Regions from separate parts of the Mus musculus genome. Here all the other regions are linked to region 4. A link is a contact called in public ChIA-PET, Hi-C, HiChIP or PLAC-seq and promoter capture Hi-C data. All regions are on one chromosome and are shown on one strand. Each heading gives the region's core, a stretch centred on a gene start, on an enhancer-like site or on the middle of the called end of the contact. The rest is flanking DNA. Distances are from core to core; before and after follow the strand shown.

Region 1 (3,928 bases), core at 1,181-3,680, 910 kb after region 4:
CATACTTTCTGGTGGCATAAAAGGTCACAGGAGAAGAAAATTTTTGCTTTTTCCTGTTTGCCCTCATGTTCACAAGCAATTTTATCTATACTACATTCCTTTGCTGGTGTCAAACCTATTTATTTCTTCATGGTTCTAATACAGACTGAAGATCAGCCTAGACAGACAGCCTTGTGGGCTGAACAGCTACTGGACTGTTGATACTTCCTTTGAGAGACAGTCATTGTTGAACTAGCCAGACCATAGCTAGATAAATACTTGCAAGGCACTCTAATAAATTCCCCTTTTCAAATATACACTCATTCTGTCAGCTCTGTTCCTTTTTGGAAGCCCGACTGATAGTGTAATCCTCTTCTTTCCCTCAGAAACTGAGAGCACTCTTGAAAAATAGAAGAGATGTTTTGGTTTGGAGAGTAAATGTCTCCCCAAAGCCCCATGCTAAAGACTAGTTGTCTGCCTATATGAAGTGGCAGGACCTATAAGGAGCAGAGCTTAGTGGGAGAGTGCCCACAGAGGACATGGCCTTGAAGAGGTATTAGGAGCCCAGCCTTCTCTCTGCTTCTAGGCTGCTCTACAGTCAACAAGTTTCTTCTGTCAGGCACTTCTGTCACAATAAGCTACCTCATCATACCCTAATAGCAAGGGGGCTGAGTGACCCTGAACCAAAAATAAACCTGTTTCTCCTTCTAACTCTACAATGGCTACTGGAGTCACAGAAAGTTGACTAATTTGATAAACTTCATACTTTCTCAAATCCCTATCCATGAACTCAGAGACCCAGTCACGTATCAATTACAAAAACTGACAAACATCTTGCCTCTGCTCATGAGGCAAGCCAAGGCTTTTCCTCTTCCTGTAGTTTTTTGGCTGTTCTAACATAAAAATATGCCTTGGTATCATAAAGTGCTTCAGTATTTGAGTGAAAACAGGTGAACCTTTCATAATACATATGACCAAATTGATGAAGAAACAAATTTACTTATTTATTAAATTACACCCTCAACTTGTATAGGTTAAAAAAAAGTGTTTCCCCATTAAAAGAAATTTAAAAACCAGAAAACACCAGCTTGTTTCTTTGCCAACACCTGAAAGCAGTGTTCTGGGCCACACGCCATCTGGGTAAGAACAGAGATGTTCTAATTCTAACTTTTGAACCCAAGAGTAATGATGTGGCCCATTCTTACTACTGACCTCTTAAAAATCAAGGTATTGGTGAGGTGCAATAAAATGCAGCTTTGGGATGTTTCATTCTGTGAGTTCAGGCACTTATATTCAAAGCAAACATTTCCATCTTTGAAATAGTCCACTGAGTCCTGGAAGCTATTAAAAAACTAAACTTGAACATAATATTTATATATTAACTTCTCAATGTCTTGTATTTATATATAAGGAGGGTAGAGGTCAATGTTGTATAACTTCCTTTGTGGTAAATCACCCTATTTTAAAATTTGATTTGATTTGTCAATACTATTGTGTGTGTATATGTATGTATGTATGTATGTATGTATGTATGTATGTATGTATGGTGTGTGTGTGTGTGTGTGTGTGTGTGTGTGTGTGTGTATGTGTGTGTGTGTATATGGTGTAACATACTGTGCAGGTGGAGGTCAGAAGAGAACTTGAGGAGTCAGTTCTCCCTAGTGTAGTGGGTTCTGGGGATCACACTAGTGTTGTCAGGCTTGTACAACAAGAATTTCTACTCACATGAGTGCTGGAGATCTAACCTCAGGTCCATGTGTTTATGCACCAGACATTTCCACAGTCCCTAATAAAGCTTTGTATGGGCACTTCGTTTCTGGGCCAGCAGAGTAAATTAGCCTTCTACAGGCCATCCAGTGTAAGAGCACTCCATGACAGCTTGCATATAATTCTCATGTTCTAACTGGTCAACCCACTCTCTCTACGCATCTGTACCTATATTAATGTTTTTGCAACAGAAATCCCTTGGGTAGACAAAACACTAAGTCCAGATCTGCTGGATGCATAGCCTATGACAGCGGATACTTAGATGAAAGCATACTTGCATCAATAAAAGTGCTGCCGCAAGGACCTCCAGATGTTTAAGAGAGTAGTAAATTAAATTAAATATTAAATGACTATGTCTTTAAGACAGGTTCTTGCTGTGAAGCCCAAATGGGTAATCCTCCTGCTTCAACCTCCTGGGATTACAGGACTACCATTATGCCAAGCTTTAATTACTTTTTGGATAAATGTTTGTATTTACTAGATTGTTTACAAAAAACAAACAAACAGCTTCAGCTTCGAATGGCTTAAACTGTATTTACAATACAAATATCAGAAAAGACATTTCCTCTTTCTACCCTGTTCTAAGGTGAACCTCTTCAGAAGCAGCAACCCCATGGCTTCTGTTTCACAATTTCCAGTGGCAGAGAGAAATGGTCGAGAACTGAGACTGTCTGTACTAACATACATAGAGTGAGTATTTACACAGTCATTCAGTTTGAAACTGCGCCTGGGACAGGCTGGGAGCACAGTGGTGAGTAAGAGCTAACTTGGAATTTGACCTCTTTGTGGCAAGGAGGCAGGCAAACAAACTCACACCTGAGACTTTTTCCAAGGACTGCGCATGAGAGGATTTAGCCCCATCTCATAGTGCATTACCCACCAGAGGGGTTTCTGTTGCAGAAATAAGTACGCTATACGAAAGGAAGCCAGGCCATGTGGCAGTGAGCAGCCAGTCTGTGGGTAGACAGCCAGGGACTTTCACCTTTAGGATGTGAGAACTATGAGATCAAGTCAGTCAAGGAAAGATACAGGGCAAAGTGTCCAGGCAGAGCAAGGAAATGGCTTTGACAAGCCTGAACTAGCTGGTTATACCGAGAGATCTGAGAAAAGACCTTAGTGTCTGTAATGTGGTGTGAGTAGTGTAAGAATGGGAGAAAAGAGAAAAGGGAAAAGAAGAGGGAAGAGAAAAGGGAGGGGAGGGCAGGGGAGGGGAGGGGAGGGGAGAGGAGAGGGGAGGAGAGGAGAACCCAGGGGAAGGAGGCAGAGGTCAGGTCTATCAGGAACATTCTGGTACTAGGCTGTCAAGACATGACAAACACTCAGTCAATTCTATGCATTACTGGAATCATATCTAATTTAACCCCCATAGTAGCTGGAACACTTAAGGATTCTTGTTACAAAGGCAACAGTAGCTCAGATCCCATTGTGCAGGGCAGGGCATCTACGGTCTCAAGGCCAGCCCATCTCTCCTAACAAAGCTTTGCAGCTTTCTCTGGATCTGCCTCTGCCCTCAGATTCATAGACACAAAAGGCCATCCTGTATAACTGACAGCTACCCTGTATGTGCTTTGAGCCCTTTGCTAAGGTTTCAAGACTCTTGAGAAGGCTTGGAAATTTTGAGCTTTTAATCGCAGCCTCATTAATGTTCAGCTCATTAACTTTAGCTGCCATAGTAAACTTAGAGACCCTATAGACTATCGTCCATTGACCACACTATTATTCCCAGTGCCCTGTCACTCACAGAACTGATGTTTGCTTTCAAGTTGTAATGAGAACTAAAAGCAAAAATGCTCAGCAAGACAATAATGCAGCAGGCCTTTTATTCATCATACTAACCCAGTAATCAACCTGATATTAAAACACTTGCTACACAGATTAACTAAATATCTGCTTAGTTAATTCATTCTAGAATTTTCCATGGCTTAGTACCAGTATTTCTAGAATCTACCTTACAGGTCATTTTGTTTGCTGTTAACTAAACATTTGCCTGGCTTGAGTGTTCAACTGTGGTTTCTGAAATGTAATGAGTAAATCTTTGATTGTGCTTGGTATTTCAACAAACGCTTACTTAAATTTACGATATTTCATGCATTCCAACTTAGTGCTTGAAAACACAACCCATGAAGAGAGACATGCAAGGGAGAGTTTGTAGATTAAAAAATATGCTAGTACTGAGCTGACC
Region 2 (3,795 bases), core at 501-3,000, 890 kb after region 4:
ATCTTCACGGGTGAGCTTACCGATTTCAGAGCTTAATGAGCTAGAGAAAAATAATGACACAGAGGAAGCCTGATTGCATTTAGTAGATGCAAAAATGAGACTTAGGCTTAAGTGTCCCCAGATGGTGTAGGCAGTGTGGGGAGCTTGACTCTAGGACACAGGCTCCATACTCCTTCCTGTTTGCAGTCAGGGGCCGCAGCCGCCAGCTCTGCCAGCGGTATCTCTTCTGAGGGTGTTAGTCTAGTCTTAGTGTAGCCCTCAAGCAGGGAGGGAGAAAAACCAATACAGAGACACCAAGGCCCAAAGGCCTCATCCTAGGAGAGCCAGAGTCGAAAGCCAGCCCGTAATTATGAGTTCCCTTCCAAGTTGTACCATGTGAAAATTTAGGCTTTTCCTGTGGCATTTTGGCAGCAAGATTCACTGTGCTTGGGGGGACCCACAAATAACAACTGCTCCAGTCAGACATCTAAAGCAAACAAACACGGGCACATACCAAAACGAACCAACAAACACTACAAACTATGAAACAGATACATTTTAAAAGAGCATTAACTTTATAAAAAGAATTTTCACCTCACTTCATAAAAGGGCTCAACCCATATGTAGAATTGTACAATGAGCAGAGGCAGAAGAGACAATGGAGTCAGGCGCGCGCCCCCCCCCCTTTTTTTTTTTAAACAGGAACAAAGAAAAGCCCAGGAAGGTTAAAGTTCTGCTTACTTAACATCTGCCCACTGTACAGACCAAACAAAAGATTACCTATTCAGTCAACCCTGGCTGCTGGTGGGGCTCAGACCTACTCAGGCTTTGAATGGAAGTACAAACTGGTTTTATCCACAGAGTGGAGATGCAAGGCATACCCTGAAGGCCTCTATCACAGGGCCAGGAGAAAGGGGAGTGGAGCAAGCCTGTAATACTTAGAGGCTCGACTCCCCGGGGACCTGCCCTCAATTGCTGAAAGAGCCTGACCTCTGACAAGAACCAACGATTTCAGCAGTAATTAATAAAACTGTCAAATTAATTAACCCAAGTCTTTGTTCACAGGGGAAAAAAAAATGAAACATCTATTACCAATACTGCTGTTTATCAGTTGTAGAACAAACTCTTTGACTCAGACTGTCACCACTGGGACACAGGGTCACTACAGACTGGTGTCTCTAAGGAAGGTCCTACCTAGTAGACTGCCCATGCTTGTTAATAAGCCTTAGTGTACCGTGTCCTTTGATGACATGACCAGTGGATTAACAGGGCTCTACAACCTAATGGTATTTCTAACGGAGACAGACAGGCCTAAGAATCCCACCCTGTATCACTCACAGTTCCCAGAATGCCTTTCAGAGATCCCTTTGAATTACTGTAATGAAACACTGAGCTAATGCTGCAGGATTTAATTAAACTATTTAGTAAATGGCTCAGGTTAAGGCAGTGGTTCCTGCACCCTTGACTATAAAGGCTGAGTCCTACAAATGCCCACATATACATTTCCATGCTATCTCTTTAGAGGCTTCAGAACTATTTTCTTACACCTAGGCTAGCTTTTATTCCATTTAGAATAATTACCTCCCATCCCATTTCTGACGTTCAAGAAAAACAAGACACTTAATTGACCACAGAGGCTCTCAAGGGCACAGACTTCAGAGGCTCTGCTGGGCTCTCAGCTTCAGCTGATGTAATCTGCTATGAGAAGCTGGGTTCTATTTTTAAATCCTACCCTCTTACTCTACCTTCAAAGGGCACATATATCACACACTAACCTCACTCATAAAATACCGCGTGGTACTAGGGTGAACCATGATGTGAGGAGGAGCCTCCTACAGTACAGGGACAAGCAGCCCCACCTACATAAATCCACCCTTGGGTTCCTACGAGGTAGCCTGGAGAGCTGCTCCATGTGGCCCTGACTCTCCATATATCTCTTTTCTCCGAGTCATTTTGACAAGGAGCAGATGACTAGCAGGGCTCTTGCAGAGGGCTAGGAGCAAGCTTTGGTCTCTGTGTCCTCAGTTCTCTGACAGGAACACTTAGTCACAACTCCTAATGTTGATGTGCGGAGCCATCTCTAGCCCCTGGGCTTCAGAGAGTGCCAGATCATTTGCTTTGTTTTATGTGAAACTTTCACTCACCAGCTCTGTCTTGCGCACTCGTGACTGTGCTGTATAAAAGGTTTCAAGACATTTGAGAAATGCTAGGGGGGGAAATTAACCCAATGTTGGAGGTGAAAATTCCCTTCCAATTTGACTTTCATTTATGTTTATTCTGGCTTTGTAATCAAAGTGACGCTTTACTGAGTCTACCAGAGGTCAGACTGTGTTTCTCTCTGGTCTTCATCCTGCCAGGACCCAGGTGTGCCATATTTTATTTGGTTTCTACTCTTCTGCTCCCTGTTCTAACATGACATCTGACTGAGTTGTGAACACAAATTTTGTAACACCCATCCCTTTCTCAACACTTTTTCCACTCCCTCCTTACAGATTTGTGTGTGTGTGTGTGTGTGTGTGTGTGTGTGTGTGTGTGTGTGTGTATTTTGTACTTTCAAATGGAGTCAGACAGGTCTAAGAATCCCACCATATATCACTCACAGATCCTAGAAGGCCTAGAATATGTTTGCGTGTGCGCGCGTACACGCATTCGCGCATGTGCATGTGTGTCTGTGTATCTATATCTCTTTCTCTAGTCTTGCTTGTCTCTCAGGCCATGTTGCTTAGGCACCTATGTCTCTACATTTACATCACTTGATGCTGCTTCTAGGAGTTCTATTGCTTCTACCTCGGGCCTTTGCCCACATTGACTCCTCAGCTAACCACTGCTGTTTCCCACCCCTCTGTCCAGGTCCTTTCTATTTGTCTTGGTTTCTTTTCTGTTGACAAAAGCAACTGTATGGCGGATGGGTTTCTTTTAGCTTATTGTTCAAGGCACAGCCTATCATAAAAGCAAATCAAGGCGGCAGGAGCTTGAAGTAGCTGGTCATATTGCTCTCACAGGCAGAAGAAAATCGTCTGCTCTCTCAACTCTCCCTCTTTTCTTCATTCACTCCAGGACCCAAGCCATGAAATGGTTCAGTCTACAATTAAGATGGGTCTCCCCACATCAATGAATGTAATTAAGATAACACTATCTTGTCAGGCTCAGCCCAGAGACCAGCTCCTAGGTGATTCTAGACGTCAAGTTGACAAACAAGAACTACCATACTATTGTTCATTCTTTGTTATTGTTGGGGGGAGGGGTGCTGCCTCATCTGGGATGCCCTGTCTAGATTTTTTATTTGTAGTACTATTTCAACTCAGATGACCATTCAACACACTGCCTCCTGTTTACTTGTCTCATGCCCAAATGATCACACGAGACAGGAGCTACACTCCTCTGTGGTAGCTGGCATGTAACTGGGCTTCAATATCATTTGTTGACTATGCAAATGAATGAATGGACACATTCTGAAAATTCCAAATAGGGGGTCATAACCATGAAAGTAAAAATTAGAACTTTGTCTCCTCTAGAATACGTGAAGTCCTGGCTTTATCAGCTGCACTGGGGAGGAGGAGGTAAAGCTGAGGAGACAATGCCTTACAGACACACCTTGAGTCTTTGAGGCCAGTGACTTAGGTAACACACTCCTGGGAGATAAACAGAGACTCTATTTAAGATGGGATCTCACCTGCACAGGACTCTAAAGCTAACGTAGAGTTAATTTGCAAATACACTGTAGCAGAACCGAAAACTTGCATTTTAGAGCATTCCAGAGACAGCAGCAAACCACACAGTCCTGCTTTTTGTTTTTACCTGAGCAATCACATATGC
Region 3 (3,607 bases), core at 133-2,632, 870 kb after region 4:
TGGGATCCAATGCCTTCTTCTGGTGTGTCTGAAGACAGCTACAGTGTACTCATATACATTAAATCAATCAATCAATCAATCAATCAATCAATCTTAAAAAAAAAAGAAATGGAACCTTTAAGAGCTTTCCTGAATAATATGGACTTAGCCCTGTGCATAGATGACTGTTACTGTGGGGCCAGCTTCCTTATCATAAGAGCAGACAGAGTGTACAATCATATTCTATTTTCCTCCTCTCCTTCCCCCCCCTCTCCCCCTTCCCTCCCCCAAGCCAGGTGACTTCAGATACTCATATAAGCAGATAAAAGAAGAACCACAGAAAGATGTGACTGAAGACCACTCTTAGTGTTCTAGCCAGCTGGCTGGCATCTAACACTGAAAAGCCAGAAACCTGTGTCCACTTGGAAGGCTGAAACAAACACTCTAACCTTGTGTATTATTTTACCAGGCTTTGAAAGAAATTCTTTTTATAGTCTACTGAAATATCTTATTATGTTCAATTGTGTGAAATATTAGACTATATTGGTAGTTGAACAGAAATATGTGAAACCGTGCTCTCTACTACGTGCTGGGGAGAAATAAACTTGAGTAAGCCTGGTCCCTTGCCTGACCAGAAACAAGATGACGCCTTGTGGCAATGTGCTACCTCTTTGTTTGTTTGTTTTAGCAGAAGAGATACTAAGGATTCTGACTCACTTTAGTCTCTTGAATGAAGGCCAATACGATTTCTTCATCATACAAATATGAGAACATCATTTGGCCTTGCTTTTGTGAAAAATGCTTCAGTTAACTTAGGACATGTTACTGAACATTTTATAGAAATGCCCTTAAAGAGAACAATAGCTCTTGCTTAGCAGTTTTCATGCTAGACATTAAACTACCAAGAGTTTTTGTCCGACTCAAGGAGGGCTCACTTTAGACAATGTTCTCTGTCAGTTTAAGTCCAGCTTGACATAGTGCCCTGCTTTCTAGAATTTTTCCTTAAGTGCTGCACTGCTTACATTAATTCCCTTACTTATTCTGAGTTGATCCACCAATGTTTCTGCCCAAATTGTACACTGCCATGAATCTTTTTAGAGTCTATGAACCCATATTTGCAAAAGATAAACAGGACAGAAAACAAGTGCAGTAATGAAAACATAAACTGCACATCAAAAGTTAAAGACACACCTGCATCCTCAATTCAGTCCCTGATAACTGAGTGTCTGCTAAGACACACAGGATATTGACTGGTGACAAGCTCCATGTATAAGGTTCACTATTTAGAGCAGCTCGATATTTCTGCAAAACAAAATATGAGGCTGGAAGTGGTGTAAGTTATGGCTCTTGAGATGTGGACAAGACAAAACCCACAGCAGCTTGAACCTGACCTTGTGGCTTCAGCAGGCACTTTGTAGAGACATGCTGTGGTGGCACCTGGGTTTTGTTTTGATCACACAGGGCTATGTAGAGGGCCAACTCAAAGTAGGAAGTCAAGGTAGAGACTTGTGGTCCAGGAAAGTCATCAGGCCTGCAACACTGATCTAGAAAATATTCAGAAGGTCAAAGTCTGCAAGTCTAGTGGTTTCTGAGATGAAGAAAGGATGAGAAAGCAAGAAACTAAGGTGCATCTTAGGGTGTAAGTATAGACTTACTATGACTACATGAAACTAGCCCTCACAATGCAATTCCTGGCTATGGCCAAGCTGTCCCTCATATCTTACAATAGTGACACCTCCAACAGAAGCCTGCTTGAAGGCTTTATAGAGGGCCCTCTCACATAGTACACCATGGTGACTCGTTAGCTCTACATGTTCTCTTGTGAATCTTTTATCATGTGTCTATAACCCTACAAGTCCATGGGGCAGAGATCATATCCATTTTGTTCAGTGCTGTGTCCCAAGGCTGAGCATACATCAGGGTCTCAAAACACTGAGTGAATGAATGTTATGCTCAGACAGCACCAGTGAACTGAAGCAATGTTCTCTCTCAGACATTATTACAAGGGACACAAAATCATTTGTAAAGAAGTCTGTTGAGAATAAGATAACAAGAATAGTGCCAGGTGGTGAGATGTCACATATCTGGGCAGGGGCAGGGGGAGTTGAAGACATGTGTCACTTTGCATTAATCTATGATTTGGTCAATAGTAATGACTAAGTGTATCAATGTGAGTGACCCAACCGTTGCCTAATATCATATGTACTCAATAGGAGAAATTTGGCACATCTGGAGAATGAGTTACATGAAGTTCCTTACAAAGCACTGAAGGTTGAACTCAGAGAAAACACAGGGTTCATCTAGAATAATGGAGATATAAGAGGACAAAATGCAGTAGAACTTAGAAATATAAACCTGGGAGCAGAGCTGATGGACTAAAGAGTCCCATGGAAGTACACTGCTGTGTGGTTCCTGGCTCCCAGCTGAGACTTAATCCTATAGCCAGGCTTGGAGAGTGGATGAAATCCCTAAGGGAATGTGTATTGCTGACATGAGCATGACCATCTCAGAGACACCAGTGCCCCAGATTCATGGCAATGGCAAGGCTTTTTCCTGGTCAGGGAACAGATATTGAATGGTTGACTTTTAGCTAAAACCAATACATGCAAAAAGTATCAAGCACAGCTTCCTCATTCCAAATAACTGTGTAATCATGTTCCACCAGACAGCTACCCTACCAAGGACCCCACACACTGAGATTAGGTAATGTACTTTCTCCTTCCCACAATATATAATAGGTGCCCTGCGTATCTGGGCGGCTCAGAGCGCACACATGATCCCATCTTTATATTAATTTCTTGTGTCTGTCTTTCTTAATCTTAATGGCTCTTTGCTACCAGCCTGCTTTCCAGAACCCAGCTGTGGAGACCTTGGCAGACAGGCAAGAAGAATGCTAGATGCGGCTAAGCTAGTGGTTCTGAGCACACAAATATGTATGCCTGTATGAGCATATATACATGTTCTTAACCCCTAGCATATCTCTCTCTCTCTCTCTCTCTCTCTCTCTCTCTCTCTCTCTCTCTCTCTCTCTCTCTCTCTCTCTCTCATATACACACACAGACACATATAACCCATTCCTCCTAGCTTGGCAATATAGCCAGGTGGTATGAGCGATGGCACAACCATCTTTTGAGTCATTCGCAAGTTGAAAGGGGCACGGGATCTGGAATCATCCATTGCATCCAGAGCCTGCCAGTGACTCTCAAGCTCCCTCGTGTGAATGTGCACAAATGAAGGTAACATCCAGGGTCTCTGCCTTTTGTCTAATTCATTTCTCATGGCACTAGGATTCCACTCTAAAGAATAGAATACAAATGACTAGGGACCTTTCTTTCATTTATCTTGCTTGAAAATTGTATTTTTAGTAGAAATATACTAAGTTTATAATAACGTACCAAAATTTCCCAGGTTTTCTTGGAATTATATATCTCTTCTCTAAGAATTCTCTCTCCTCCCCCTCTCTCCGTCTTCCTTTTCTCACTCATCTCACTGCTTTCTCCATCCTCTTCTCCACCTTCCTTCCTCTCTTCTGTCTTAGTTCCCAAACTAAACCAGATAACTGAAGAGGGTAGTGTCTTGTATTCTGTTCTATCATTTTAATATCATAGCAACTATAACAAGAGGTTGA
Region 4 (3,873 bases), core at 1,096-3,595:
TATCTTTGTTAAAATGATGTTATTCTTTAGTCATTATAACTCTTAATAGAGTTCGGGACTCATAGAATTCTGAGGTTGGTTTTATATTTAGAACACTTGGACTTCCAGGCAGTTTTCTTTTACATTTATGCATGGCAATTTTTTTTTTTTTGTCTGTGTGTGGTGGAGTTAAGCCTGAGCAGGAGCTGAGAAAAAGAGAAGGATGGAGCTAAGGATGTCTGGGAGAGAAGTTGGAGGGCCATGGACCAGAGAAAGGGCACTCACCTGTTCTTCTTTTCTGGCCTGTCCTATCAGTTTCTCATTCTTTCCTCAATTTTCTCATCTGAAAAGGAGACCTTTGAATTCAAATCCCTAGCTTTGTTTCAAGTTTTAAACTTCCTTTGGAAGAATTTTTTTTGAGGGGGGGGGATTTATTGGTGCCGTTCAGTAGCTTCCTAAAACTACACACAATGAATTGGTTCATCACCTAGATCCCAGCCTACTATGGTTGGAATGTGGCTTTTCTTCCCCAGACTCTGATCTCGATTATCATGTGTTAGAGGGTGAGGCTAAGTAAAAGTGTTGATTTTGTTAGGACTCTCCCCTTACTTACCGAATGAACGACGATGAACGGCTCAATTCTTTCTTGTGACTAATGGATTAATGAATGAATGGGCTATTCAGTGACTGATATAAAATCGAGTTCGGCTAGGTCTCCAATATGCTTTCTGTTTCCTGCCGTGATATCTGGCTGGTTCACGACTTAATAAACAAAAATCACCACACACAGCTCCTTGTCTACAATCATAACCAGAATATACCTGTTCTTTACAACTTAGCATCTATAATAGTAGAGGCAGAAAGTGGATTCAGATAAAGCTTAAATGTCTTATTCCAAAACCCTCACTTTTAATAGCTATGCTGTGGTGTGCTCAGAACTGCATAGTTTGAACATTTATCAAGCAGGGCACAGTGTTTCCATCCGGGGGCCTGGCCTTGCAGATGATGGTTAAGGTCTCTAGATCTTACTTCCACTCCCTGCTGCCTCACCAGGTGGCAACCCACTTCCGTTGCTGCCACAAAGATAGCTTCTTGGTACACAGGACCTTTGCCAAAGCAGAGCAGACGAGTTTGTAAAACTCTCTCTCTCTCTCTTTTTTTTTTTTTTTTTTTTTTGGTTTTTCAAGACAGGGTTTCTCTGTATAGCCCTGGCTGTCCCGGAACTCACTTATTAGACCAGGCTGGCCTCCAACTCCCGAGTGCTAGGCGTGCACCACCACTCCCCGCTGAGTTTGTAAAACTCTTAAGTATTTGCCATAGCAGAACAGAAGTAAAATGCCATTACACACATTCCTCCAAGAGGCTTTCTGTCCGTTGTCACTATATGAGTTCTCTGTTCTTCTGAGGCACACATCTGGTTACAGAGCACTCTTCATTATGCCAAATCTCTTGTTATTAAGGATAGAGGAATGCTGTGAAAGGAAAAGAGGCAAAAAAAAAGGGGGGGGGGGCTAAGATTGGGTTAGAGGTCAGCGTGACGTTGAGGTTTGTTCCACAGACAACAGTTTAAAAGGCAGTTCTTTACTTGTACTCCCTGCTAATTTCGCTTTCTGCTTTCCTGAGAGAATTAGAACACTCAACCTCACCAGAAGGGGGCTAAAAAAACCCTGAGCTCGGGGAAGCCGGGACTTCCCAGCCCACTCCGCAGGAGGGCGGGGCAAACACCCGGCGGCCAATCCCCGCATCCGCAGGTCGCGGTGTCCCCGCCCACTCTGCCCAGGCCCCGCCCTTCCCCGGGGCTGCTGCTGCTGCTGCAGCTGCTGCAGCCGGGACGTCAGCATCTCCGAGACCCCTGGGTGGCGGCTGCGCAGTAGGCGGGCCGTGGTCCAGGCCGCGCGGTCGGGAGGGGCGGAGCGAGCGGCGGGAGCGAGCGGCAGGAGCGCGCGCCGGGCCCGCCTCGGCCGCCGCCGCCGCCGCCGCCGCCGGGAGATGATCTGGGCGGCCGCGGGCGGCCCAGGCTAGCGGCCCCTGCCCGTGCTGCGGCGGGCCAGGGCAGCGAAGGTCGCGGGTGGGGGGTCGTCCTCCTCCCCGCCTCCGGGAGGGGCGAGAGGGAGCCGGGGCTGATGTCAGGGACGGCGGGCGGAGGCGCCCGAGGGCTGCGGGTCCAGGGGCTCGGCTGCCGGCGGCAGGGCGACTGAGGGTTCGGGAACGCCGCCCGGGTCCGCGTCCCCGTCCGCGCCGGCGCGGCCAAACAGGTGTCTCGGGCGGCGGGCGAGCGGCCACCCTCGCGCTCTCCGCGGCCCGGCGTGTCCGGCCCGAGGCGCCCGGGGCGGGCCAGCGCCGAGCGGTCCTGCCCGCCGCCCCGCCCCGGGCCTCCGCGCGCCCGGCGCCCGCCAGCTGTGTGCACTCAGGTGCGGGCACCTTCCGGCCGCAACAGTCCCGAGTGCCCGCCGCCGTTGGACCGTCAGCTTTGTCTGGAGCTGGTCGGTTATGGTTGGAACTTTCCCTGCCCTTCGTTGACTGAGTGAACCAGCCAGGTGTGTTGGGGGCTTGCTACGCGCAGGATTTAAAAAAAAAATGTTTTTTGTTTTTTCTTTTTCCTTTGGTAACAAAGTGTGATGGCTTTCCTAGATGTTGGCTAGTTAAACAAAGTGCTTTGACTTTAGATAGATACTCTTCTAAATTAACTAATTTAAGAGTGAGGATCGGGGATTAATGCTTTTGAGCTCTGTCCACACTTCTTACTAGTGGCGTGGGACTTAGAATATTCTAAGATCCCTTACTTCCTGGAAAAAAAATTTTTTTTTTCCAATCTAGATCTTTGTATTCACGGTATTTCCTTTTAGTACATACTGTCAAAAGATGTATTCTGAGTTAAAAAGTTACAAAGTTAGAACTTCAGTGCTTCAGACTGAGTAGGCAACGCGGAAGGGACAGAAGTTTGGTAATTTGCAGGAAGTTGAGGATAGACCACAGATAGCTCAGCCTGGTGCCAAGAAAAAAATGCTGTGCACACTACAAGTTGTTTGATTCTGGTGGAAGTTTGGATTTGGAAGTGGAAACTTGAGTTTTTAGAAGGTATTTATAAACGGTACAATTTTCCAGTTCCTTATCAGATAAATGTCAGACGAGCCTTGTGCACACGATATTGTGTGCTCTAAGCATTGTATAGCATTTCTGCCAGCTGTAGTATATATTTTTGTCCAGTTTAAATGAATATAAGGTTTGAAGTTACCAAACAGTTAACTCTTTTCACCATATGTTCAGTAAAACTGACTTAGGAAGGCAAGTATGACTCACTGAAAAGTCAGCATTAGTGGACAACTAACTTTAGTGTTTCAGATTTTCTTGAAATTTATGTTTTCCTCTATCTTTTTACTCAGGACTCAGCAGTTTACAAATGCTTTGTGGTCATTTCCCACTTAAACTCCCTCTCCCTACATTGTGCTCTTAAAAAAAAAATCAGCCTACAGTTGTGGATAACTTTAATATCAAGCAGTTTAAAAGTACATATAATGAGTTAATGTTTGGCTAATTGTATTCAAAAGTATGTGCTGTATATTGCTTGTGTGTTGATTTTGCTGAAATGAAAATTGTGTTATTCAGCTTAACTATAAACTCATGATAATATAAAGTCAAATCTTTGGTGAAAGTAGTGGTTGGAATTTTGTTGCAATTTATTTATGAATCAAATGTGAATTGAAATTGTTACCTTAATGCTCCTGTTTACCTATTACATTCAAAAGTTGGCTTTTCGGTACAGATATTTTAAAAGGACTTTGAGATTTTAACAACTAGCTTGAAATAAAAGAAAGATACATGTTTTTAATTACCAAATCTGGTGGGACTAAGGTCTTTTTAAAAATTAAAAATTTAAATTAACATGCCAAGTGG
Region 5 (3,621 bases), core at 598-3,097, 800 kb after region 4:
CGAGACAGCTCCCGAATGAGTCTTGCTTGAGCCAATGCCCTCAACGTCCTCAGTTACATGGATGGGTGCATTTTAAGCAAAAGTCTCAACCTAACCTGTTCCAACATGAACTCTATCCTTATGAGCAAAGAATTCTAACACTAGACCCTATCAAACGCAAGCACTGTAGTCACAAAAGTGAGAGAACACTCTCTGGAGTCCGTTATAAACTCAGATCTTGCTTCTGCTGAGGTGTGCCATTAAGTGTGGCCTACTATTTAGCATTCTGCTTATTTATTCACTTTTAAATGTATTATTACAAAGTTGCAAATTAAAAAAATAATCACCACCCCTGGCTCTTTAATAGTTAAGGCAGGCTGCAGGATGACCTGTGCTCTGGAAAGGGAACTTATTTAGGTAGCTGAAAGCAAGGAAACTGGTACTGACTTGAACCATAAAACATAGAAACCTCCCAATTATTACACCAATAATTAAGATGCCTGAAATTACTATGCATAACTTGTGAGAGCAACTTAATTACAAGTCGAAATGGCCAGGTTCAGGTCTGTAACCAGACAAGTCACGACTTGTGAAGTAGCGCCTGTCAGTGGGCTCTGGAGGGTGAGTGAGCTCTTGTTATCGGCTTTGAGACAAAGTGAGACAAAGAAAACCTGAAGAGATGAGATAATGTCCTCCTTTGGGAGAAGCCTTGTTGGAGCCTCCACCCACGCAGACAAATAAAGGCTGCTACTGAGTGGGGGAGTCACAACTTTCTTTGGCTTAGAGTCTCCAAATACCTGCCTTCAATCCAAGTTCTCCATCTCCTGACCACAAATTCTTATCTTATCCTTTGTGGTGCTGCACACTGGTGAGGCAGCCGAAGCTCCAGGAGGTGACCTCCTACCCTGCACCTCTGCTGAGGCCAACTGTGAGATCACTGCTTATTCCAAACCTCACAAATGCTTCTTCAGACAGCTAAGCATCACTGTATACAGTAGCAGCTTTACAGGGTAAATGGTGTGGCCAATGGCGGCACACAGGAGCTCCTCACGCTGAGCCAGAGCTGAAGTGGGGGAGGCCACCTAGCAACACTGCCTCCCGAGAAGCCCAGAGCTTAGCCAAGGTGCCATGTTTGATGCTGCTGTCCTGTCTGGGGACTTTTTTTTTCTTCAATGGAAAAGAACAAAAACAAAACCACACATATTTTTAAATCAAGAAGATCTTACAAACTATTTCCTGGAACTTATTTTACAGAGGAGGAAAAATAGACCCAAGTTAGATTACCTGTCCAAGGTCATGTGACTTCTTAGTTACAGAGAGTCTGGCTTGGGAGCTTTCACTCCTAAGTCCACGCTTCCTTGATGTGTAACCTGGCCTTTCCTTCAGAACCAGGAGAGGTATTTTTATGTATGCTGCTAGAGTACGGACTGTGACCTTACACACAAACTCCAGAAGACGCTTTGTCATAGGGTGAGGCTTTCTAAGGCCAGAGGGCTCCTCGAAGTACCATGCAGAGACAGGCAGAGTGTCCAAGACGGCAGAAACACTCCATAGGCCTGCCTTGCTCAACACCCAGAACCAAGAGGCCTGGGCCCTAGGAAAACATTCCCTAGAAGAACTGGTCCTGAACCGGTGAGTTCTAGCTTGTAAAAGCTCCAGTGTAGAGGAAACTCAAGCTCAGGCAGAGCGTGGAAAACGGGTGACAGCCCATTCAGATAGTACTCTTGAAATCATATTGAGTTTCATGACCTCAGCATAAATTAGAAGCACAGAAGATGGAAACTGCTACTTAGACAGAAAATGAGAGCACAGGGCAGCGAGCAGATAAATGTCACATGATTTACCTTCGTTTGTGTGAAACAGGAAGGCTCACTTCTCTGGGTTTCTCCCCACTCCCCACACCCCACATAATGACTAATCTTAAAGGCCACAGGCCTGCAGGGCAGATGAAACCCCAAACACCAGCACTATCCTCTTAGCACCCCAAAGACAGCGGGGGAGATGCTAGGAAACCACCTGACAAAAAAATGTCAAGCAGAGAGACACTTGTCAGGTCTGTTACCAAAGTGTTCTTGTTTGGAATTCGAGAAGGCTGCTTTGAGAAACCCCCCTCAGGCTTAAAAATAATAATAAATAAGAATTCTGACTGGCAGGGGCCCGAGTGGGCATGGGGGTGGCATAAGGATCTGTATGTGCTCTCTGGAAAAAAAACAAAACAAAACAAAAGAATGATCTAAGAATGTGAGACCCAAGTAGGCACACACAAAAACACCTGATTGCTAAAACCCTACTCCAATCTCTCTTGATATAAACCATGAATCTTGGGGCTAGAACAGATCTTTAAGAATCTATAGGAACAATCTCATACAGAGCATTCTACTACATGATTAAGAACATTCGTTTTATTATTTACTTGGTCTCTTTAAGCAAAGTTTCATGTGGTCTGAGCTGGCTCAAACTTGTTGTGCTGGCTCTAATCCTCTACCCCCCAAGGTGGGATTACAGGTGTTTGCTGACACACTTCAGTGTTACTGTTGGGCTGGGGAGGGGACGGATGACTCAGTGGTAGAGCTCTGGTTTAACATGTGTAAAGAAAAGGGTGTCATTTCATAGGGTAACCCAGGTCACCAGTATATCCCAGCACACTGAAGGAAGAGTTTACATGAGCAGATAAGGAATTTAATACTTGGTCACTGTATGTCCTGAGGCAAAGCAAACAGATCTCTCATTTGACTCTAAGGGTGACTGCAGGTGACCATTAAATGACTCAGGAGAAACTAGGTGCCATATGATAGCACATGATTGCTTTGGGCTAAAGGTTCTCTCCTAGAGCTCTGCTGGCTGCTGGCTGAACCGACATCAGTACACTTGGCCACAACATAGAAAGGCGAGCAGTAGCAGAAGAAGACAAACATGCTTGTGAAATATGGATAATAAATAGTTTTGTTTTGCTTCTTAATTAGCCAAGATCTTGTGGTTTTTCATAAAGGTTTGTTGATAAGATGTAGGTTAAATTTAACTTATAAAAATTTCACTTGTTTTATACCACATTTTTTGTCTGTGTTATGCTATTTTGGCAGGGGTTGGGGGTGTCCAGCTTGAAGAGCAAAATGATTGATATATGTTATAATTAGTGAATGAAGGCTGCATGTCACAGGTGGTCATACAGTGACTTCAGAGACACTTTCAAGAATCTCCAAATGCCACTAACTTGTTATTAAAATATTTTTAAACGGTGTGGCCAAATATTGGTTATCCATCACTTATCATTGAGTAGAAGAATGCAGAGCTACAGTTACAGCTCGTAAGTCCTATTAAATCGGCCGTTCTTGGATTAAGTGCCTTTTATTTCTTCTTTCTAGTGTTTTGCAAATTGTGATCAGCATTTTACTTCAGACCTTAGCCCATGAGGCAGTTTTGAAAGGGTGTGCATTTCACAGTGAACAGATCAATGGTCATTCCTTTCTTCAGTCATTCTCCATGTGTTGAGAATAGCTTTATAGTTGTGGCTGTGGTTTCAGAGCTGATACCACCTGCTCGGATGAACCCACAGAAGAGGCAGACAGTGGACAGCATCGCTCAGGCCCACCGAAGGGCTCTGTGGGACGTCAGTGATGAAGGAATAGGGTGGCTTATGTGCGA
Region 6 (3,750 bases), core at 759-3,258, 950 kb after region 4:
TACATCCCTAGAATGAAGCCTACTTGATCATGGTGAATGATTGTTTTGATGTGTTCTTAGATTCAGTTTGCAAGAATTTTATTGAGTATTTTTGCATCAGTATTCATAAATGAGATTGGTATGAAGTTCTCTTTCTTTGTTGGATCTTTGTGTGGTCTGGGTATCAGAGTAACTGTGGCTTCATAGAATGAATTAGATAGTGTTCCTTCTGGTTTTGTTTTTGTAAAAGTTTGAGGAGTATTGGCGTTAGCTCTTCTTTGATGGTCTGGTAGAATTCTGCTCTAAAACCATCTGGCTCCAGACGTTTTTGAGTTGGGAGATTTTTGGTTACTATTTCTATTTCCTTAGGGGTAATGGGACTGTTTAGTTTACTTGATCTTGATTTAACTTTGGTACCAGTATCTGTTTAGAAAATCATCCGTTCCATCTAGATTTTCCAGTTTTGTAGAGTATAGGCTTTTATAGTAGGGTCTGATTTTTTTTTTTAATTTCATCAGTTTCTGTTGTTATGTCTCCCTTTTCATTTTTTAGTTTGTTCATTTGGATTCTGTCTCTGATTCCTGACCCCAAGCTGTAGTACAAAGCAATAGTAATAAAAATAGCATGGTATTGGTACAGAGGCAGACAAGGTGATCAATGGAATAGAATCAAAGACCTAGAAGTCAATCCATACACCTATGGACACTTGATCTTTGACAAGCCAAAAACATACAGTGGAAAAAAGCATTTTCAACAAATGGTGCTGGTCTAACTGGTGGTTTGTATGTGGGAAAATTAAAATACATCTGTATTTATCACCTTGCACAAAGCTCAAGTCCAAATGGATCAAGTACCTCCACACAAAACCAGATACACTGGATCTAATAGAAGAGAAAGTGGGAAAGAACCTCAAACTCATTAGCACAGGGGGAAATTTCCTGAGGAGAATACCAATAGCTCAGGCTCTAAGATCAACAACTGATACATGGGACCTCATGAAAGTGAAACGCCTCTGTAAAGACACTGTCAATAGTGCAAATCAGCAACCTAGAGACTGGGAAAAGATCTTCATAACCCTACATCCAACAGAGGGCTAATATCCAAAATATATAAGGAGCTCCAGAAGTTAACCTCCAAAAACTAAATAACCCAATTAAAATATGAAGGACAGAGCTAAACAGAAAATTCACAACAGAAGAAACTTGAATGGCTGAAAACCAAGACATTAAGGCCTGACACTACTACATTATGATGCTGCAGAAGGGAACCTGGAATGGCTGCCTTCTGAGAGCCCCTGTCAACAGCTGACAGACAAAAGCAGATACTTACACCCTACTATTGGAACTGCTATGGTTGAATTACAGGGATGATTGAAGAAGAAGCTGAAAGGGAGGGTGGCCCCACAGGAAGACCAGCAGTCTCAACTAACCCAGACCCCAGGGAGCTCCCAGAGACTGAGCCACAAACCAGGTGCATGCATGGGCTGATCTAAGGTCCCTGGCACATATATAGTAGAGGTCTGCCTGGTCTGGCCTCAGTGAGAGAAGATGCGCTTAATTCTCAAGAGACTTGAGGTCCCAGGGAAGGGGTAGGCTTTCTTCGCGCGTGCGTGCATGCGTGCGTGCGTGCGTGAGGAGGAATGGGAGAGGAACTGTGGAGGGGAAACTGAAGGGGAGCAGTGACTGGAATGTGAATAAATAAAACAATTCTTAAAAAGGAGTTGCACTGGTCCTGCAGTGTCTTCAAGCAACAGAACAGTAGCTAAGATAAATCCTTTCAAATATGTATCTACTCGGAATGACACATTTATGGTACCAGGCTAAATAGCAACAAGAAGCTTTTCTCTCTGGAGATAAAAACAAGTAGCCAAGTTCCCACCCTGATCCTCATAAAGGAAAACAAACCAAGAATTCCAGCATCAAGCTCCAAGATTTCTTCTTTAATTCTTAAAGAGAGCACTCACATATGAGCCATTCTGAGGGAGTGGTTTGCTTATAAAAAGAGTTTATACACTGGCTGAGGACATAGTTCAGTTGGTAAAGTAGTTATCCACAAGGATCCAATGTGATCCCCAGTGCCCAAGTGAAAACGAGGGGGAGGTGTGCGTTTGTTAACTCCTGTGCTGGGAGAATGGATTCCTGGGACTCTTGGACCTAGCCTAATTAGTGAGTTCTAGAACAGTGAGATGTCCTATGTCAAGAAAGAAGGTGGACATGGCCTGATCAGTGACACCTGAGTTGGAGCTCTGGCCTCTAAAGGCATGGACACACACGCACACACACACACACACACACACACACACACACACACACACACACACACCTTCCTGTCTCTCATGCAACTAATCTATACAGAAAATCAGTTTTTCGGAAGGAAGGCTTCATGATCTTTTTCCTTATAGTCATTTTTTTTTTTTAGTCAACTTCCAATGTATATACCACCTTCTGATTACTGTCCCTTCACCTCTCTTATTTTCCCCACATCCCCATCACAAGTCTTTCTCACATTCATGTCTCAACTTCAACATAGATGGACTTTTTTACTGACTCTTCTCTCAAAAATATCAACATGCATAATGTCTATATTACTAATTTATATATAATGCAATCTGTATTAAGGAATCACTACATATGTTTAATATTTTAATTCCCATTACCCTCAACCATTTTTGAAGAATTTATTTTCTAGTGAAAATTAAACTATAAATGACCCACCAGGTAGACAGTTGTAGTTTCATATATCCAAGGCCCAAAGTACTAATAACTAAAAACAGTTGGTGGATTAAAATTAAGCAAACTGTAAGAATGAAGCTTAGAAAATTAAAAATATCATTAAAACCTTTTTTTTTTCTGATTCTTACTGGCATTACAAACTTAAATAAGGGTCAAAGTTTATTAGAAAAATCATTTGGCCTCCTTCCCAAATCTACTATAGTTTTAAAGAAACTGTACGTTCAAGAATGAGAACTAAGCATCTTAGCCAATTTGAGTTTATTTTCTGTGGTAATTTGAATTGTGCATGTAGCAGAACAATGCTTTTGTTATGCTTTCTGCAGAGCTGCTGAGATCTTTAAGCAAATTTGCTTGTGCATATGAAAAGAGAACACATGTTTAATTAGCATTAACTTTCCTTAATTAAAATGAACTCCCTTTCATTTCAAAATGAAAATACGGTGGAGAGAAGTGGCTTATTTGCATGGAGAGAAAGGTAATTATTTCATTACTGCACCCACTTAGTTTTCTGCCCAAATAATGGGGCTCTCTGCCTTTCCACCCTAGTTACTGTTCCTTAGAATTTCTGCACGGAAAATGCTGGAGGTGTCATCAAAATAGGAGCACACTGCGGGTGGACACTTTTGTCTGTTATTCCCTGTAGGGTATAGCTCTGCTTCTCACTAGGAGCTCTACCAAGATGGGCAGACTGAGTTCAGGGTTCACGGTGTATGGTAGACAGAAAGCTAATAACCTCTCAAAGGATCACACTTTCTAGTGAAACCAAACCAAACCAAACCAAACCAAACCAAACCAAACCAAACCAAACCAAACCAAACCATTACCATTGCCTGTAACTAACTCCGTAATCATTTTCCCAACCCCGCTGGCTGGATCAACTTTGGCCATGCAAGTGAGAACAATTTGCTGGGCAAGAAGGAATCTGGTTCTATCACGGACCTCTGGTCCTCTCGCTGCACTGCTTTGTGGAAAGGAACTTGTTACCATTGGGCTCTTATATCTTCCTCCAGGGCCATGTATCCGGAAGTGACACAATGTT
Region 7 (3,818 bases), core at 181-2,680, 890 kb before region 4:
GGTAGATCATAACTGAAGTTCAACATGGCCAGAGGCAAGAACACAGATACGGTAGCTATCCAGTAGAAAGAGATAATTATGGTACAGGGTGTGATGGAAATAATGTTTGATTCCTGCATGATTTTGGTGGTGGAGCTATTAGGATTTGCTGAAGGATTAAAATTTAATTGGAACGAAAGAATAAGGACAAGAAGCTATCAGCTTTTGAAATAGTTACTTTTTTTTTCCCCACCTCTACACAAGTTTGGACTTGTGAACATCTAGATTTCTTGTTTTTGTAAGACCCCCGATGCTGGGCCTCTGCAAGTCCCCAGGTGAGCTGGCCAACACCCCAACGTCCTGAGAGAAAACCATACCTGATGCAAACTGCAAGAGGTTTTATTATCAGCTAGCTGAGGATGAAGTCCCTTTGCTGGTGCAGGGCAGGGGAGTTCGACCCGGTGACAGTAGGGAGCTTTTAACAGCTAGCTGAGGAGTTAGGAGGAGTTGGGAGGAGACTTGGGAGGAGTTGGGAGGAGAGTTGGGAGGACTTGGGAAGAGTTCTTCTCTTCCGGGTGTCCTTGGTGAAATTTACAAGGCAGGAGTGGGGAGTGAGTTCTTTCTGAATTTTTATCTCTGTGTCCTTGGCACAGGAAGGCAGGCATCTCTGGTTGTACAGTATAGAAACAAAAAGGCTTTTTGCTGGCTATAGAGAACAAAGAGCTTCTTTCTAGCTGTATTTTTTAAAGATCAGGGAAAACAAGCTTGGGAAACATCCAGGGGCTTTATCTTCCAGGGAGAAACGCTCTAAGTCAGGGTCTCACATTTTCATCTCACATTGTTTAATAAAAATTCTCAGAATCTTGGTCTTGGAAAAAAAATACACATAAAATAACTCCCAAGATTCTTTCATAGTGCACTTGACCTAGACCAACAAAGTCTGCCCTTCAGGGCTCACTTGTGATAACTACCTGGAAGAAGCTATGCCTACTGCATAAACTCCAAGTACAGCACTGCAAAGGACGAGGGCTGTTGCGAGGGACCGGCGAATGCCACACTATTTCAGAAGCCATAACACTTTGGATTAACCACGCAAGGCTTTCTGGAGAAGACTTCAGTTCGATGAAGTCTTTCTCAAATATTTAATAAGAAGAAACTAGCAAATGGAGAAGATGAGTTAACTCTGAAGGTAACAAGTCGCTCACACAAGACTTTTTGTCTTACACAGCAGCACCTCTCTAGGAAACTCAAGAAATTACAACTACTCCTCAACAGCCGCGCCTTTGGCAGAGCGTTTCTGTCCGCCCGCCCCAAATCCGGGTTTCCGGAAGGACAAGATTCTATGACGGACCAAACCGGATGAAGGTCGCGCGCTCTCTTCCGCCCGCTTTGGGGTTCACCCATAGGCGACTTCCTAGCGGGGGCGGAGCTACGCCCACCTTCTGCGCAGGCGCGGCGCGATGCCGGGGAAGCATGTCTCGAGAGTCCGGGCTTTATATAGGCGAATCTTGCTGCTACATCGGGCTCTGCCCCCGGACCTCAAAGCCCTGGGTGACCAGTACGTGAAGGACGAATTTAGGAGACATAAGACTGTTGGTCCTGGCGAGGCCCAGCGATTCTTGAAGGAATGGGAGGCAAGTGACGCCCCCTCCCCGCCCCCTCGTCCCGGACCTTGGGTTTTCAGTTCAGACCCCACCTTCCTAGCTGCTTCCCAGGGTCCGTGCACGGCCAAACAGGGCGTCTGGAATAGACAGACTAAAGTGGTCAAACAGCACTTCTTTCAAGCTCCGTCGCGAATCCCCCAGCTTCCCGCACAGGCTCTGTGCTTGAGCAGTTTCCCCCGCATTCAGAAGAACTTTCTGAGAGTGCTGAGGGTGCCAGGTGCTGGAGAGAGAAGGGTGGCGTGTCTCAGACGTTACTGCACTCCTGACTGTTTAGTGCTCCAAAAGTTCGTCGGCGTTTGTCCTTTGCGTTGCCTTTAGGCTGTTTAGGTGACAGCCGTGTAATTAACATGATGTCATTACTTAGCTGCCAGAATTAGATCATTTCGATCATTTGTTAATTTGTAATTGTAGGGCCTTAGTAAGCTTTCCACTTGACAGATAAATTATATAACCTAGAAAAGACCTAAGGATTGCAATTTGTTAAAGGGGTAATGCTGGCGGGGGCACGCGTTTGGATTCAGTGTTTGACTTTTCTCTTTTCTTTCTTATTATTTATTTTAGGTACATATTTATTTATTTGTGTGTATACGGGTGTGTGTGTGTGTGTGTGTGTGTGCTGGAGGTCAGAGGCTAACCCAAGGGAATGGTCTCTCCTTCCACCACATGGCTCCTGGGGATCAAACCGCGGGCTGCACAGCTTGGCAGCAGACACCTTTCTCAGTGAGCCATCTCCACGACCCTAATACCTTTTTTTTTTTTTTTTTTCTCTTAAGAATGAAGGGGGAGAAAGAGTATTGCATGATGCTGAAGAGTCTTGCAGGATCTCCTCCCATCTTGAAAATATCAGGAGGTGAAAGGAGTTGGGCATTTCTAGAGTGCATCTAGGTATTTTAAAGAAACTGCTCTGGTAAAGTAAAAAAGATTTTTCATGCTGATAGTGGCTGAAGTGATATTTACCTTTAAAACAACATAAAGATTAGGCTAGGGAAAAGCATTTTCATTGAATTCTATAATTCTTGATTGTAGAATTATTGAAGAGAGAACTTTATAATAATGAAATGTATAACTTTCTTAAAAGTCTTGGTTTATTAGATATAATTTGGTTGCCAGGAGCTGGGGAGGTTTAATATTTTTAAATGCAAAACACTTTCTTTAAATATGTAGTTGGTATTGAAATCAGAAAACTAGATTTAAATTCAGACCTCAGCATTTACTAAACATTACATCAGTTAATTTTTCTAGTCTTTCGGTCTGTAAAATAACGGTATTTACAACAGGCATCTCAATGTTAGTGTATTTATTACTTTATTTTATTCAGTTTGTTTGAGTCAGTGTTTTCCTGTGTTCTTGGCTGTCCTGGAACTCAATCTGTGGACCAGGCTGGCCTGCAACTCAGAGATCTGCAATGGATAATGCTAGTATATTTAAAAAGTACTATTTATATTGTTAATCATATCAAAGCTATAATAAGTGTTTGTAAAGTCATGTCTATTAAGTAAGTTTGAAGCCAGACAGGAAGACTTTATCTGTGCTGAGAAGAAAGACTTCTAGTTTGAAAGTCCTAAAGTCTAAGGACTAGAAAGTTTAAGGAAAATGTAGGAAAGGATAGAACTTAGAATAAGTTTATAAAAAGCTGAAGGAAAGGATACGAGAAAACTGGGAAATGTGTTGATGATCACAGGAGGCTTAGTGACAGCAATATCACTTTTTTAAAAAATATTTTAAAATAGCTTTAGACTTACAGTAGAGTTGCAAAGACAATTTAGAGTTCACATACATTCAATACTCTGCTTCCCCCTTTGTTAATATATAACCAGAACATTTATCAAAATGTAGAAAGTTACCATTGCTCGGGAACTTTTCATTACAGGACTTACTTCACACCATGCTGCTGCTTTCAAGACTATCCCGTCTCGGTTTCAGGATCAGAGCTGGATCCCACTCTGCACTTGGCTTTTTTTGTTTATTTGTTTGTTTGTTTTTCGAGACAGGGTTTCTCCGTATAGCCCTGGCTGTCCTGGAACTCACTTTATAGACCAGACTGGGCTCGAACTCAGAAATCCGCCTGCCTCTGCTTCCCGAGTGCTGGGATCATTCTTTTTTGCCCTCTTTGATGTCCTGGAGCTCAGTGACAGTTGTTCAGTCTTTCCTTGACGCTTTTTTGAGAAGTGCTCT

The links. Promoter capture Hi-C pulls out the DNA fragments that hold promoters and counts their contacts. A called contact is a pair of places that touch in the nucleus more often than the background predicts. ChIA-PET counts read pairs in DNA pulled down with a chosen protein or histone mark. HiChIP or PLAC-seq counts read pairs in DNA pulled down with a chosen protein or histone mark.
Region 1: a contact with region 4 is called in an HNF4G HiChIP or PLAC-seq map of pancreatic cancer cells. The contact joins the enhancer-like site here to the promoter of C1galt1 in region 4. A contact is called at or near these places in 6 of 39 promoter capture datasets (the C10 cell line, cranial neural crest, embryonic stem cells and 2 more), 1 of 484 Hi-C or Micro-C datasets (the N1E-115 cell line) and 9 of 115 datasets of contacts at active chromatin or transcription factors (bone marrow-derived macrophages, cardiomyocytes, embryonic stem cells and 6 more).
Region 2: a contact with region 4 is called in a Hi-C map of CD8 T cells, with 5 times the contacts expected there. The contact joins the enhancer-like site here to the promoter of C1galt1 in region 4. A contact is called at or near these places in 10 of 39 promoter capture datasets (the 3T3-L1 cell line, the C10 cell line, cranial neural crest and 5 more), 2 of 15 datasets of contacts at CTCF or cohesin (the NIH/3T3 cell line and pro-B cells), 18 of 484 Hi-C or Micro-C datasets (B cells, CD4 T cells, CD8 T cells and 12 more) and 13 of 115 datasets of contacts at active chromatin or transcription factors (the SCID.adh cell line, T-cell acute lymphoblastic leukemia, bone marrow-derived macrophages and 10 more).
Region 3: an H3K27ac HiChIP or PLAC-seq map of double positive thymocytes shows a contact between it and region 4, with 4 times the contacts expected there. The contact joins the enhancer-like site here to the promoter of C1galt1 in region 4. A contact is called at or near these places in 4 of 39 promoter capture datasets (the 3T3-L1 cell line, cranial neural crest, frontonasal cranial neural crest and 1 more) and 3 of 115 datasets of contacts at active chromatin or transcription factors (double positive thymocytes, extraembryonic endoderm stem cells and large pre-B cells).
Region 5: an RNA polymerase II ChIA-PET map of memory CD8 T cells shows a contact between it and region 4, with 8 read pairs. The contact joins the enhancer-like site here to the promoter of C1galt1 in region 4. A contact is called at or near these places in 1 of 39 promoter capture datasets (cranial neural crest), 1 of 484 Hi-C or Micro-C datasets (B cells), 4 of 115 datasets of contacts at active chromatin or transcription factors (double positive thymocytes, effector CD8 T cells, extraembryonic endoderm stem cells and 1 more) and 2 of 9 other capture datasets (adipose tissue and liver).
Region 6: an H3K4me3 HiChIP or PLAC-seq map of the 230-238 cell line shows a contact between it and region 4, with 11 read pairs. The contact joins the enhancer-like site here to the promoter of C1galt1 in region 4. A contact is called at or near these places in 7 of 39 promoter capture datasets (the 3T3-L1 cell line, cranial neural crest, hippocampal neurons and 3 more) and 6 of 115 datasets of contacts at active chromatin or transcription factors (the 230-238 cell line, extraembryonic endoderm stem cells, large pre-B cells and 2 more).
Region 7: a contact with region 4 is called in a promoter capture Hi-C map of pre-B cells, with 5 times the contacts expected there. The contact joins the promoter of Sdhaf3 here to the promoter of C1galt1 in region 4. A contact is called at or near these places in 5 of 39 promoter capture datasets (embryonic stem cells, hippocampal neurons, liver and 2 more), 4 of 115 datasets of contacts at active chromatin or transcription factors (astrocytes, large pre-B cells, memory CD8 T cells and 1 more) and 3 of 9 other capture datasets (adipose tissue, embryonic stem cells and liver).

The regions. Positions count from the first base shown.
Region 1 is chr6:8,750,596-8,754,523 of GRCm38.p6, forward strand. The region is part of intron 3 of Ica1 (islet cell autoantigen 1); the gene reads right to left. Among named protein-coding and RNA genes, the nearest start is that of Ica1, 26 kb to the right of the region's middle. Within about 2 kb of position 2,431, at least 46 of the 459 cell types and tissues checked have an H3K27ac peak or open chromatin away from gene starts, as enhancers often do. A contact at or near this core is called in pancreatic cancer cells, where this site is marked.
Region 2 is chr6:8,730,926-8,734,720 of GRCm38.p6, forward strand. All of the region lies in intron 6 of Ica1 (islet cell autoantigen 1), which reads right to left. Among named protein-coding and RNA genes, the nearest start is that of Ica1, 46 kb to the right of the region's middle. Within about 2 kb of position 1,751, at least 60 of the 459 cell types and tissues checked have an H3K27ac peak or open chromatin away from gene starts, as enhancers often do. A contact at or near this core is called in CD8 T cells, the N1E-115 cell line, the SCID.adh cell line and 5 more, where this site is marked.
Region 3 is chr6:8,710,744-8,714,350 of GRCm38.p6, forward strand. All of the region lies in intron 6 of Ica1 (islet cell autoantigen 1), which reads right to left. Among named protein-coding and RNA genes, the nearest start is that of Ica1, 66 kb to the right of the region's middle. Within about 2 kb of position 1,383, at least 7 of the 459 cell types and tissues checked have an H3K27ac peak or open chromatin away from gene starts, as enhancers often do. A contact at or near this core is called in double positive thymocytes, where this site is marked.
Region 4 is chr6:7,842,879-7,846,751 of GRCm38.p6, forward strand. C1galt1 (core 1 synthase, glycoprotein-N-acetylgalactosamine 3-beta-galactosyltransferase, 1) reads left to right here and starts at 2,346. Exons shown (of 4, transcript NM_052993.3): 1 at 2,346-2,516.
Region 5 is chr6:8,646,939-8,650,559 of GRCm38.p6, forward strand. The region is part of intron 12 of Ica1 (islet cell autoantigen 1); the gene reads right to left. Among named protein-coding and RNA genes, the nearest start is that of Gm35621, 25 kb to the left of the region's middle. Within about 2 kb of position 1,848, at least 68 of the 459 cell types and tissues checked have an H3K27ac peak or open chromatin away from gene starts, as enhancers often do. A contact at or near this core is called in effector CD8 T cells, extraembryonic endoderm stem cells and memory CD8 T cells, where this site is marked.
Region 6 is chr6:8,788,838-8,792,587 of GRCm38.p6, forward strand. No RefSeq gene overlaps it. Among named protein-coding and RNA genes, the nearest start is that of Ica1, 12 kb to the left of the region's middle. Within about 2 kb of position 2,009, at least 8 of the 459 cell types and tissues checked have an H3K27ac peak or open chromatin away from gene starts, as enhancers often do. A contact at or near this core is called in the 230-238 cell line and pro-B cells, where this site is marked.
Region 7 is chr6:6,954,588-6,958,405 of GRCm38.p6, forward strand. It overlaps Sdhaf3 (succinate dehydrogenase complex assembly factor 3), which reads left to right and starts at 1,431. Exons shown (of 2, transcript NM_001077713.1): 1 at 1,431-1,613. The coding sequence starts at 1,440.